Regions from separate parts of the Sus scrofa genome. Here region 2 is linked to region 1. A link is a contact called in public HiChIP or PLAC-seq data. All regions are on one chromosome and are shown on one strand. Each heading gives the region's core, a stretch centred on a gene start, on an enhancer-like site or on the middle of the called end of the contact. The rest is flanking DNA. Distances are from core to core; before and after follow the strand shown. Region 1 holds the start of ARMC10 (armadillo repeat containing 10). Region 2 holds the start of PMPCB (mitochondrial-processing peptidase subunit beta).

Evidence for each region. HiChIP or PLAC-seq counts read pairs in DNA pulled down with a chosen protein or histone mark.
Region 2: a contact with region 1 is called in an H3K27ac HiChIP or PLAC-seq map of alveolar macrophages. The contact joins the promoter of PMPCB here to the promoter of ARMC10 in region 1.

The regions. Positions count from the first base shown.
Region 1 is chr9:103,177,321-103,182,488 of Sscrofa11.1, reverse strand. ARMC10 (armadillo repeat containing 10) reads right to left here and starts at 2,735. Exons shown (of 6, transcript NM_001244923.1): 1 at 2,542-2,735. The coding sequence starts at 2,680. It overlaps FBXL13 (F-box/LRR-repeat protein 13), which reads left to right and starts at 3,110. Exons shown (of 21, transcript XM_013979811.2): 1 at 3,110-3,241. The coding sequence starts at 3,167.
Region 2 is chr9:103,313,921-103,319,088 of Sscrofa11.1, reverse strand. PMPCB (mitochondrial-processing peptidase subunit beta) reads right to left here and starts at 2,928. Exons shown (of 13, transcript XM_003130241.4): 1 at 2,771-2,928; 2 at 1,647-1,787; 3 at 832-918; 4 at 325-454. The coding sequence starts at 2,869.

The DNA of each region.
Region 1 (5,168 bases), core at 1,486-3,985:
TATACAAATGTCACATCATTATGCTGTACACCTAAAATTAATACAAAAAAAAAGATCACCCTCTGAATGGCAAGGATGATGCTGACAAGATGGATATTTCTCAAGTCCTCTTCCAAGAAAATGTGTAACTTCAGGAAGAAGGGACTGTGAGCAAGTCAAGCTGCTTGACCAAGGTAATGTGATTTTGGGAAGCTGTAAAATCATTTAAAAGTAAGACTTTGGAGTTCCCGTCGTGGCGCAGTGGTTAACGAATCCGACTAGGAACCATGAGGTTGCGGGTTCGGTCCCTGCCCTTGCTCAGTGGGTTAACGATCCGGCGTTGCCGTGAGCTGTGGTGTAGGTTGCAGATGCGGCTCGGATCCCGCGTTGCTGTGGCTCTGGCGTAGGCCGGTGGCTACAGCTCCAATTCAACCCCTAGCCTGGGAACCTCCATATGCCGCGGGAGCGGCCCAAGAAATAGCAACAATAACAACAACAACAACAACAACAACAACAACAACAAAAAAAAAGTAAGACTTTGTTAGTGATCATCATCTTAAGTGAGCATAAGTGAGCAGGTAGCTGAGTTCAGGTCACCTGACTAATTACTTATACAGAGGTATCTCTGAAACAAAGAAATTAGGCTTTGAAGTAAGGGCAAGTACAAATCTTTTTTATTTATTTATTTATTTTTATTTTTAGGGCTGCACTCACAGCATATGGAGTTTCCCAGGCTAGGGTTTGAATCAAATCTATAGCTGCTGGCCTACACCACAGACACAGCAACGCAGGACCTGAGCTGCATCTGTGACCTATACCACAGCTCACAGCAATGCCAGATCCTTAACCCACTGAGTGAGGCCAGGGATCGAATTCGCATCCTCATGATTCCTAGTCAGATTTGTTTCTGCTGCGCCACAACAGGAACTTCCAAATCTTTTAAAAAATGGACTTTTTTCTCCATGTGCCAAAAGGGAAATAAACCTTTCCCCGACTTTCTTTTCTTAGTGCGCTTCCCTGAGCAAACTTGTATATCCTTTGTCTGTCCCTTTGATATAAATGTACATCTTTTTAAAAGCTAAGTAAGGATGCAACTAGAGATTATCATACTAAGGGAAGTCAGTCAGAAAGAGAAAGACAAACACCATATATCACATCTGTAATCTAAAATATGGCATTTACAGGAAGAAACAGACTCACAGGCATAGAAAACAGACTGGTGCTAATAAAGTGGGAGTGGGGAGGGAGTGGGAGGGTCTGGGAGTTTGGGGTTCATAGATGCAAACCATTACATTTAGAATGGATAAGCAATGAGGTCCTGCTGTACAGCACAGAAAACTACATCCAGTCTATTGGGATAGCCATGACAGAGGATAGTACAAGAAAGGGAATGTATTATATGTATGACTGGGTCACTTAGCTATACAGCAGAAACTGGCACAACGATGTAAATCAACTGAATACTGAAATAAAAAATAGATTTTAAAAAGTCTGCAGAATTTCATCTATCATTCCAGGCCCTGCAACACTGTGCAGAGTTAGAGGAATCTCTCTGGTAACACCATAAGGTCCCTCCCCCACCATGTCCTCTGCCTTTTGTCTGTGGGAAAACTTTAGCCAAAGAATAAATTTAATCGGAGAAGTGAGAAAATGCAGGAGCCAAGGAAGAGAGTTGAATGAGACCAAATAATAACAGTTTAGTCATTAAGCAAAGTCAAGGACCTTTAGTTCCTCCTCAAGGGCTATAGATAATATTCTGAGCCATATCCTATGAACTATCTTGTAGATATCAAAACCCCCACCAGGTAGAAGAAGTCAACTGCACCGTGATCCGCCTATGGCCGTGATATATGCTGCCACCATTTAGAGAACTAGCCTCAAAGAAATGGGAACAAACCCACCCTGGAACTGAAGACTTAACTGTACTTAAAACAATCAAGATGACACTGGTCAGACCAGGGGTGACCAATTTCAAGAAGACTGTCACAGCTGACTTTGCTGTTTCTGCATGTAGCCCCTCCCTCCGCCTATATAAAGCTTATGCCCACTGACTGTCAGCGGGGCATTCATCCTTTGGACAGAAGTGCCCCCCTCCCATTTCTGGCATCAGAAATAAAGGAAACTTTCCTTTCCACCAACCTTGCCTTTTTATTAGCTTTAGAGCAGCAAGAGGTCAGACCCACACTGGGTAACAACTGAGAGAGAGCAAGCTTCAACGTGAGAGGCAATCAACATGCTTTTGCAAAACTTAATCTGTCCGCTGTGACGCCAGACTCAGGCAAGAGAGTTTGGGCAATTTTTCAACCGGGGTTTTGAACAAAGAAATGGAGGCAGGGAAGCAGCTATGAACCCTACCCCAAACAGGCTGAAGATTCCCCTTCAGCACCTGTTGGGGCTTCCCAACTTCACCCTTCTTACCAGCCTCCCTCCTTCCCTCCCTAGGTGGGCTCCTTATTTTACCCCCTGCACTGAAAAGCCATGAGCGCCTGCGGCGGCTTCAACCCCACCCTGGGAAAGCCCTGTGCCCAGCTGGCCCACCTATTAGGCACCCCAAGGCCTTACCTGCGGACCGCGAGGGGCGCAGTCCAACCCGACGGGCACCTCGCCGCTGGCCCCGCGTCAGCCTGTAAATGCAATAGCAGGCACCGGCCGCAAGGACCAGGCCCGCCGCCACCCAGCCCACGTCCCGGGCGCCGCCCATGCTCTCGCTGGGGCTGCGCGCAGCGCTGGGCCTGGCGGGCAGGGTCTGAAGCCAGCGAGACCCTTCGCCGCCCGAGCTCAAGCAGCCGCGAGAGAAAGGAAATGAGGGTCTGGGCTCCGCCTCCCGGAAGCCGCCCAGTTAAAATATAAAACCGCCCACTCGGGCCTGGATGCGTCCAGGCGGCTTCCTAGAGGCTGGGCGGGGCGAGGGTGAAGCGCTGCTAGCGCTCCAGGCCCCAAAAGGACCCAGGGGGCCTCCACAGCCGCCCAGAGGCGGGCTGGCGCCAGGCCGAGGCCCGCCCCTTTTCCGGCGGCCAGCGGCCGCAGGCTATTGGGGGCCTGGGACCAGTCGGTGCCTAGCCCCTCCCCTCCCCGCCGCGCAGTTGCCAGGGCAACGCCGGGACGCGCTAGCCCCCAGCTCAGGCGAGGCTTCGGAGCCGGGTTTGAAGAGCGGGTGAGCAGCGCAGTTTCAGCAGTGCCTCTGGTCATGGCCTCGTTGCGAGTTGCCAGCCCCAGACTGAGGAACTACTTCAAGGAGAACTACATTCCTCAGGTCTGCGAGGTACTGGAGCCACGTGGCAGCGGACTTAGAAGGAGGAATTGCAAGAGATTTCCCAGACGAGGGCCTAGGGTTTGGCGGGGAGAGGGAATGGAGGTTAGGAGGAATGAAAAGGGAAAGGATGAAGTCAGCTTTTGACAGGTTGGCGGTCTGGGCTGAATATACACATCAGAGAGTTGACGACAGAGGGGTAATGGTGGCTGAAAGGGAAGAAGGGGTGACATCTCCCAGGGAGAAAGAGAAAAGGAACTCAGGACAGAAAACCCCAAACTCCAGCATTTAAGGTTTGGACAAGGAAGAGCCTGAGTACTAAAGGATTGAGAATGAAGTGCCCTAGAGACATAGGAGGAAGAGTAGGAGAGTGTGCCCTTATGGTGAGAGTCACCTAAGATAAGGACCACCTTATCTTAATGTCACCTATCCTTCAGATAAGGATCTGAAAAGATGTGGTGGATTTGGCTCAAGATGAGTTTGGGTATTCATTGGAAGGATGAAGGTAGAAAATACACTGAGGTTGGCTGAGGGATGGAAGCTGAGACCTTTAGATGGAAGTCATTCCTTTGTGAAAAGTACCCCACAACCAGGAGGAAGGACTTGTTTCCCTCCCCACCAAAACAGGAGAGAAGAAAGACAGGGGTGGATAAGTTTTGTAGGTTTGGAGACAGGAAGCCAAGAAAGTTCTCTTCTGGTGATTTCTATTTTTTCTACACATAATGGGTGAAATATTTGCCAAGAATATGTACGTTTGGGTGGGGATGGAAGGTGCAGAAGGGATTTTGAGTAGTTATGTGGAGAAGGAGGGAGAGCTGGAAGTCTAGGGAAGGAAAGAGAAGGAGAGCCAGGTAGTGTTGAGAGCCCAGCTTGGGGTAGTAACCCTCCTATTCAGGTAGGAGAACACTTTGGTACAGTCTTCTCTTTTTTGGATGCTAATGTTAATAAATGCTTTGATCAAGCATTTCCACTTCTCAGGGTTTGCTTTAGGGATATACTTGCACATGTAACCAGAAGGATGTACAAGTATATTCATTATGATATTGTTGCGTAGTGAAAATGGTAAAAACCTAAGTGTGAATAGTGGAATGGGATATTGTGTAGAATAAAGTATACTGTATCTTTTGAGAAGAAAGGCTCTCCATGACATCCTAATTTTTTAAAAAATGGAAAAAATATGCAAGTTGCTTAAAAAAGTATCTACTACAATCTAGCTACCTGTTTTCATATTTGTATGTATATGTGTATATATGTATTTTTATATGTATATGTTTGTGCATATATGTCTATATTTAAGAAAATAATACACTTATAGAACATATGGCAAACTATTAACAGCAAATGTTTTGGGGAATGACTTTAGGGGAGAACTCTAATCGTTTATTCCATATACATCTGTATTGTTTTAGATTATTTATTTATTTATTTATTTTTGTCTTTTTGCCTTTTCTAGGGCCACATCCATGGCACATGGAGGTTCCCAGGCTAGGGGTCTAATCAGAGCTGTTGCTTCCAGCCTACACCACAGCCACAGCAACTTGGGATCTGAGCTGTGTCTGCGACCTACACCACAGCTCACAGCAACACCGGATCCTTAACCCACTGAGCAAGGCCAGGGATCGAACCGCAACCTCATGGTTCTTAGTCGGATTCGTTAACCACTGAGCCACAATGGGAACTCCTGTTTTAGGTTTTTTAGAAGGTTTTTTTTGGCCACGGCTGAGATGTGTGGAAATTCCCAGGCCAAGAAATAACCTGAGTCACAGTGGCAGCTTGAGCTGCTGCAGTGACAACTCTGGATCCTTAACTTGCTGCACTACAAGGCAACTCCTATTTTAGTGTTTTTAGCTTGAGTTTCATTCATGTTTTACCTCTATACAATTATATTTGAAAATGTGTAGAAAACATGGTATACGCCTTCCCAGTCGTATGATTTTCT
Region 2 (5,168 bases), core at 1,679-4,178, 140 kb before region 1:
CCAACAAAAAAGTAGGCAGTAAAAATAAACAAATAATATAAACCAATTACAAACGGTTCGCTACACAGGTATGACTCTGGAGGAAGCAATATTTGAATCAAGTGTTAGGGCCTGGCTTGCACAAGTCTTGCAGCCTATAAATATTTTATATCATTTGTCATATTTGGAGGAAAAATAAAAATAGGTGCCCCTCATCCAGAGTTTGGTTCATTTTTTCACATTTCTGGGTGTTACTCTTTCTTAAAAGACATAATGAAAACAGTACTAAATTATTTCTTAACCTCTATGAAAATTACCTATCTGCGGTATAAATAATAACAATACCTCTTGGCAAATCTTTAGAGAATGCTTTGGCATAATATACAGTCTGCTCTCTGGAGGTATAGGCATTGAGATGAGCACCCATGTTTTCAATCTCAAGTTCCAAATCTAACTGGGATCTCTTTTTGGTGCCCTGAAATAAAAGAAGAAAAAAAATTATGCTATCTTCCTTTATTCCTCACCTGTTCTAACACTTCAGACAATTTACATGAGGACATAAGCCTGTGTCAGTCTGATGGAAGAATCAAACTTTATTTCCAAAGTATATTAGGTTTTAGAAGTAGTGGCACACTTTCAGATGACCCTTACATCCCCAGAAAAAATCCTTGTTTCAACTCTACACAGAAACTGTAAGTAATTATTTCAGAAATATCCTGAAGTTTTTAAAAAAAATTAAAACATGCTATACTATTGACGTAGTTCTCCTTGCCACAGAATGAGATTTTGTGCTTACTGTCTCTTAAAGAAAGTTTTTATTAAAGACTTCATTAAAAATGTCTTAGAGCTTGCCTTGAAAGCCATATGTTCCAGAAAGTGAGCTGTTCCATTATTCTTCTCATTTTCATATCGACTCCCAGCATCAATCCAAAGCCCAACCTTAATGCAATCAAGGAAGAATTAAGTAAAACATTATTTTCTTTCTTTTGAGGGATGGGGTAAAACTAGGGGGCAGTCTTCTTTCTTTTTCTGACAAGTGCTTTCCAGTCTTAACTTGAGTGGATTGACAGTACAATCCTAAGAACCATGAGACTTAAAAATTCTGGTTATCAGGCTACTAAGGTGCTACAAAGCCTACTTACCAGCTTCACTAAGAACCTGGATTCTTAGCTCAGTGTGTTACTGCAGTCAATTAACAAGCATAGTATAAAGAACATCACGGATTGTCAGAAAGTCTAGGTTCAAATCCTGGTTCAGTCAAATATTAGCTGTGTGACCCAGGACAAAACCACTTAACTTCTCTGATCTTGTTTTTCAACTGTAAAATGGATATGATGATCCCTGCTAAAAAGAACTATTTTTAAGATCAAGTATGACAATATATATGAAAACATCTGACAGAGTAGTCTAGCAAATATACTTCTCTCATTATTATCAACACTACATGACAATGACAGGCTTCAAGAACCAGATGTGTAGACGCTTAAAGTACACAAGTACCTGGTATAGAAGTAGTACAGAAGAGATTCACAAGTGAGAATCACTTTTGTCAAGGCAAAATAACTGCCCCTATTTTCAACCACCTGCCAACTAACTGAAAAGCTTAAATTAAAGTCAGTAATTTGCTCTCTCCTAATGAGAGGTCAAACTGATGCCGAAACACTTACTGTGCATGTTGAGAGCCCAGAGTCTTCAGAGGCCACTCTGAGTCCGTTCTCCAAACAGGTTACTCTCGTTTCAGGAACATTCAGAAAAACTTGTGTAGCAGCCTGTGTACTTCTCAATCTGTTTCCTCCAAAATATAATGACTGGTTGGGGATGGAGGGACGAAGTAAAACATCACTATTGTAACATGAAAGTTGATCAGAAAACCAAATCTATCTCACAAAGACCCTCTCTATAAAGTACTCTTTCCCCCTCAACTTTTATTCCACTGGGATCCACCCACACCTCTGGCCTAGTCTAGGAACATTCCTCAAGCGACCATCGTTATCCAGAGAGAAAACTGCTTTGAATACTTCTCCAAGAAATGTTGAATATTCACTATAGAAGGAACAAGCCAAGGGGCAAGAAAGGGAGAGAAAAATATAAAAATACCTACATAACATTGGTGTAAGGTTCCCACTGTTCAAAAAAAACTAAGTCTTGAAAAAGGCAGAAAAAGAGAAGATAGGAAGAAAGGCTCAAGACACTGGCTGATTGATTTGCTGACTATGGACTACACGCCTGTCCGCAGTCTTTCTTTTCCTTTATACATAAGTTAAAAGTCCCACAAAGTCTAGAGAAAGCCAGTCTCTGAGGAGAAACATACAAACTTTTCCTTTAGCTACCCTGGGGTTCGCAGGAAGCAGAGGTGAGGATAAAGACACTGAGTTTTAGGCAAAAACAGATATCTGGGGAGTGGGAGTGTGTGTGTGAGAGAGGGTGTCCTCACTTTTTGATTTCCCCCAATTTGCAACCACTGAGATTGCAGTAACCAACACGTACTCTTTACAAGAACTTTTGAGTAACTGGGGAAGGGGCCGGCAACCAAAGTCATGTCTCATGTCACTGGCAGGTCACGCACTGCGGGTGACCAAAGCCAGCTCAGCCCCGGCGGGTGACAAGCCTCCCCGGCCACCTGATGACCCCCGTATCCCAGCGGAGGAAGCCACACCCACTGTTGGGGGCGGGGGTGGCAACTCGCGCGGCCGGGCCGACAGCCTACGGCTCAGGGTCGCCGAGCGGAGTCCAGCGGGAGAGGCCCTGGCCTGGTCCCGGGCGGCATCCAGACAAGTGAAGGGAAGCTCACCTGCCTTGCAGGGCCTCCGACCAAGAGCCTCTTGGAGAAACCCCAGAGCCGCTTCCGCACCGCGGGCAAAAACACCGCTCGGGCCGCCGCCGCCGCCATCTCCGCTCTGGACAGTGTGAGGGATGTGTTTCCGGGGTCGTGACCGGAGGTCCCAGACGTGAGGAGGGGACCCACCTAGTGGCCGGGATGGGAATGGCACTCCTCTAAGCGGTTGTGGAAGAAATAGACCTGGATGTGGTGCTGAGCGGTTTCCCTAAATAACAGCAATTTGGGAAGCTGCAGAAACCCCTGTATCAGCAGTTACTTTGATCACCTAAGACGTTCAAGGTACAAATGTAGAAGAGATAAAGGTAACGTGGTGCAACGTATCATGCCATCAGTGGATGAAATTAATCAGAAGAAGTGGAATATGATCCATAACTCACTGTCCATGGAGGAAGCATCTCCTACAGGAGACACGTGGTGAGGGGAAGGAGGTATTAGTGTTGACGCCTAGTCACTCCTCAACACTCGACAGTCTGACTCGTTCCATGCTACAGAAATTGCTCTTGCTGAAGCCGCTAATTGCTGAAAAATGAACACTTCATAGACCTGTAACCTTATCATATAGTCTTACTGGCTTAATTTGACATAAATCTGTATGAATTTTTCTTCCACGTTGATCTTAGAGCTCTTCCTCCTTCTCCTAGTCCCTTCTTCACCTTCTTGGGCAGCTGTTTATTCACAAAGCTCTTAATGAAACTAAAAATAGCAAGCACTGTTCTAAGTGTGCTATTCTTCTTTGGGGGGCCTTGCCCAGGTGTGCAAAAGTTCCCTCACCAGGAATCAAACCTGCCCCACAGCAGCGACAACAAGGGATCCTTAACTCACTGAGCCACCAGGGAACTTCTAATTGTGCTCTTCTCATACTCTTTTTACAGAGGTAGAAACTGGGGTAAAATAACTTGCCCGGGGTCAAGATGCTAATTACAGGCTGTGTGGCTCCAAAGCTTTGCTCTTAAAGTCCATGCCCTTTTACCCTGAAAGTTGGTATTTCCCTGGGTCTGGGCCTCTTCTCCTATTGCACACTCTCCCTGAGGGTTTCCACTTTGACCTGAAGACTTACCCTGTTTACACAGTCAGACCTTTCTCTTGAGCTCCAGGCACATTTAACCATTCAGTGACTAGACAGTTACACTGAAGTATCCCATTGGTGCCTCAATATCAACGTGTCCAAAATGCATTTCACTGTCTTGCCCCTAAGTTGCTTCCTGTATATGCAATGCAAAACAGCCAATGATACTTCCATTCACCAGACCTCCAAGCCAGAAACCTGGATTTCATCCTCAGCTCCCTTTTTTCCACTCTGAACATCCTACCTCTTGAATCTGCTCTAGCCCTACTGTCATAGTTTTTTATCCAAGGCATCTTTTAAGAATGCACCTTTTAGCATGACAGTCCCATTATAAAGAACCCCACAGTAACTTCCCTGGGTCAGGATAAAGTGACAGCAGGCAAACAGTTAGACACAAGCAGAGAAGGGGTGCGTGGGGCCAAATGGCAGGAAACCACACCTCATGCAAATAGCAGGGCCCATGTGTGGATAGAGAAAAGCTGGAACCTCCAGACTAATAGGAAGCCACACCTTTTGGGGTGATAAGTGCCCTAGAGGCAGACAAAGAGCATGAATCTCCAATGCTGGATGTAACCTGTTGCTCATTATGCCCTAACTATAATAAAATTATAATAAAAATTAGTTATGCAGATAACAGGTACCCATCATACACCAACGCCATGACGCTTCTAATAAAACTAAATAAGGACAAAAATCCCTCCTCGCTTTGGGAAGATCAAGCTGGGATGAGAATTAAGGAATATGACCCCCAAAGCCCACCTTCCCAGGGATTTGAATATTCCACCCATAAAATTAGATGCCCTATATAACTGGTGTGCCAAAAAATGCAGGGCAGCTGCTTGCCTCTCTGCCCACTTCTCTTTAAGAAGTGTATTTCTCGTTTAAATAAATCCTCATTTTTTTTTCAATTTTCCATCTCGTTTCTGAATTCTTTCTGCGACAAGATAAGAACCTGACCTTCAGAACATCTGTATGATAAATAGGACCCTTCTTGATCTGACAGCTACTTATCTTTCCAGACCCATCTCTCTCCACTTCTCGCCTCTGCTATGATCCACAAATTCAGCCCACAGCATCTATTACATAATAAAAACAGCCACAATTATCCCTTCATGATTCTAAAACACAGGTGTGTTAACATTAATAAAGAACTACAAACATGCATACATATATACAAATATATTTAGGTATAATCACAAGAAGTATCTGAGAAATTTTACCACATCTTAATTCTAACTTAGTGTAGGATGTCATGGAAATGACAGAATAAAAACCTCTGAAAAT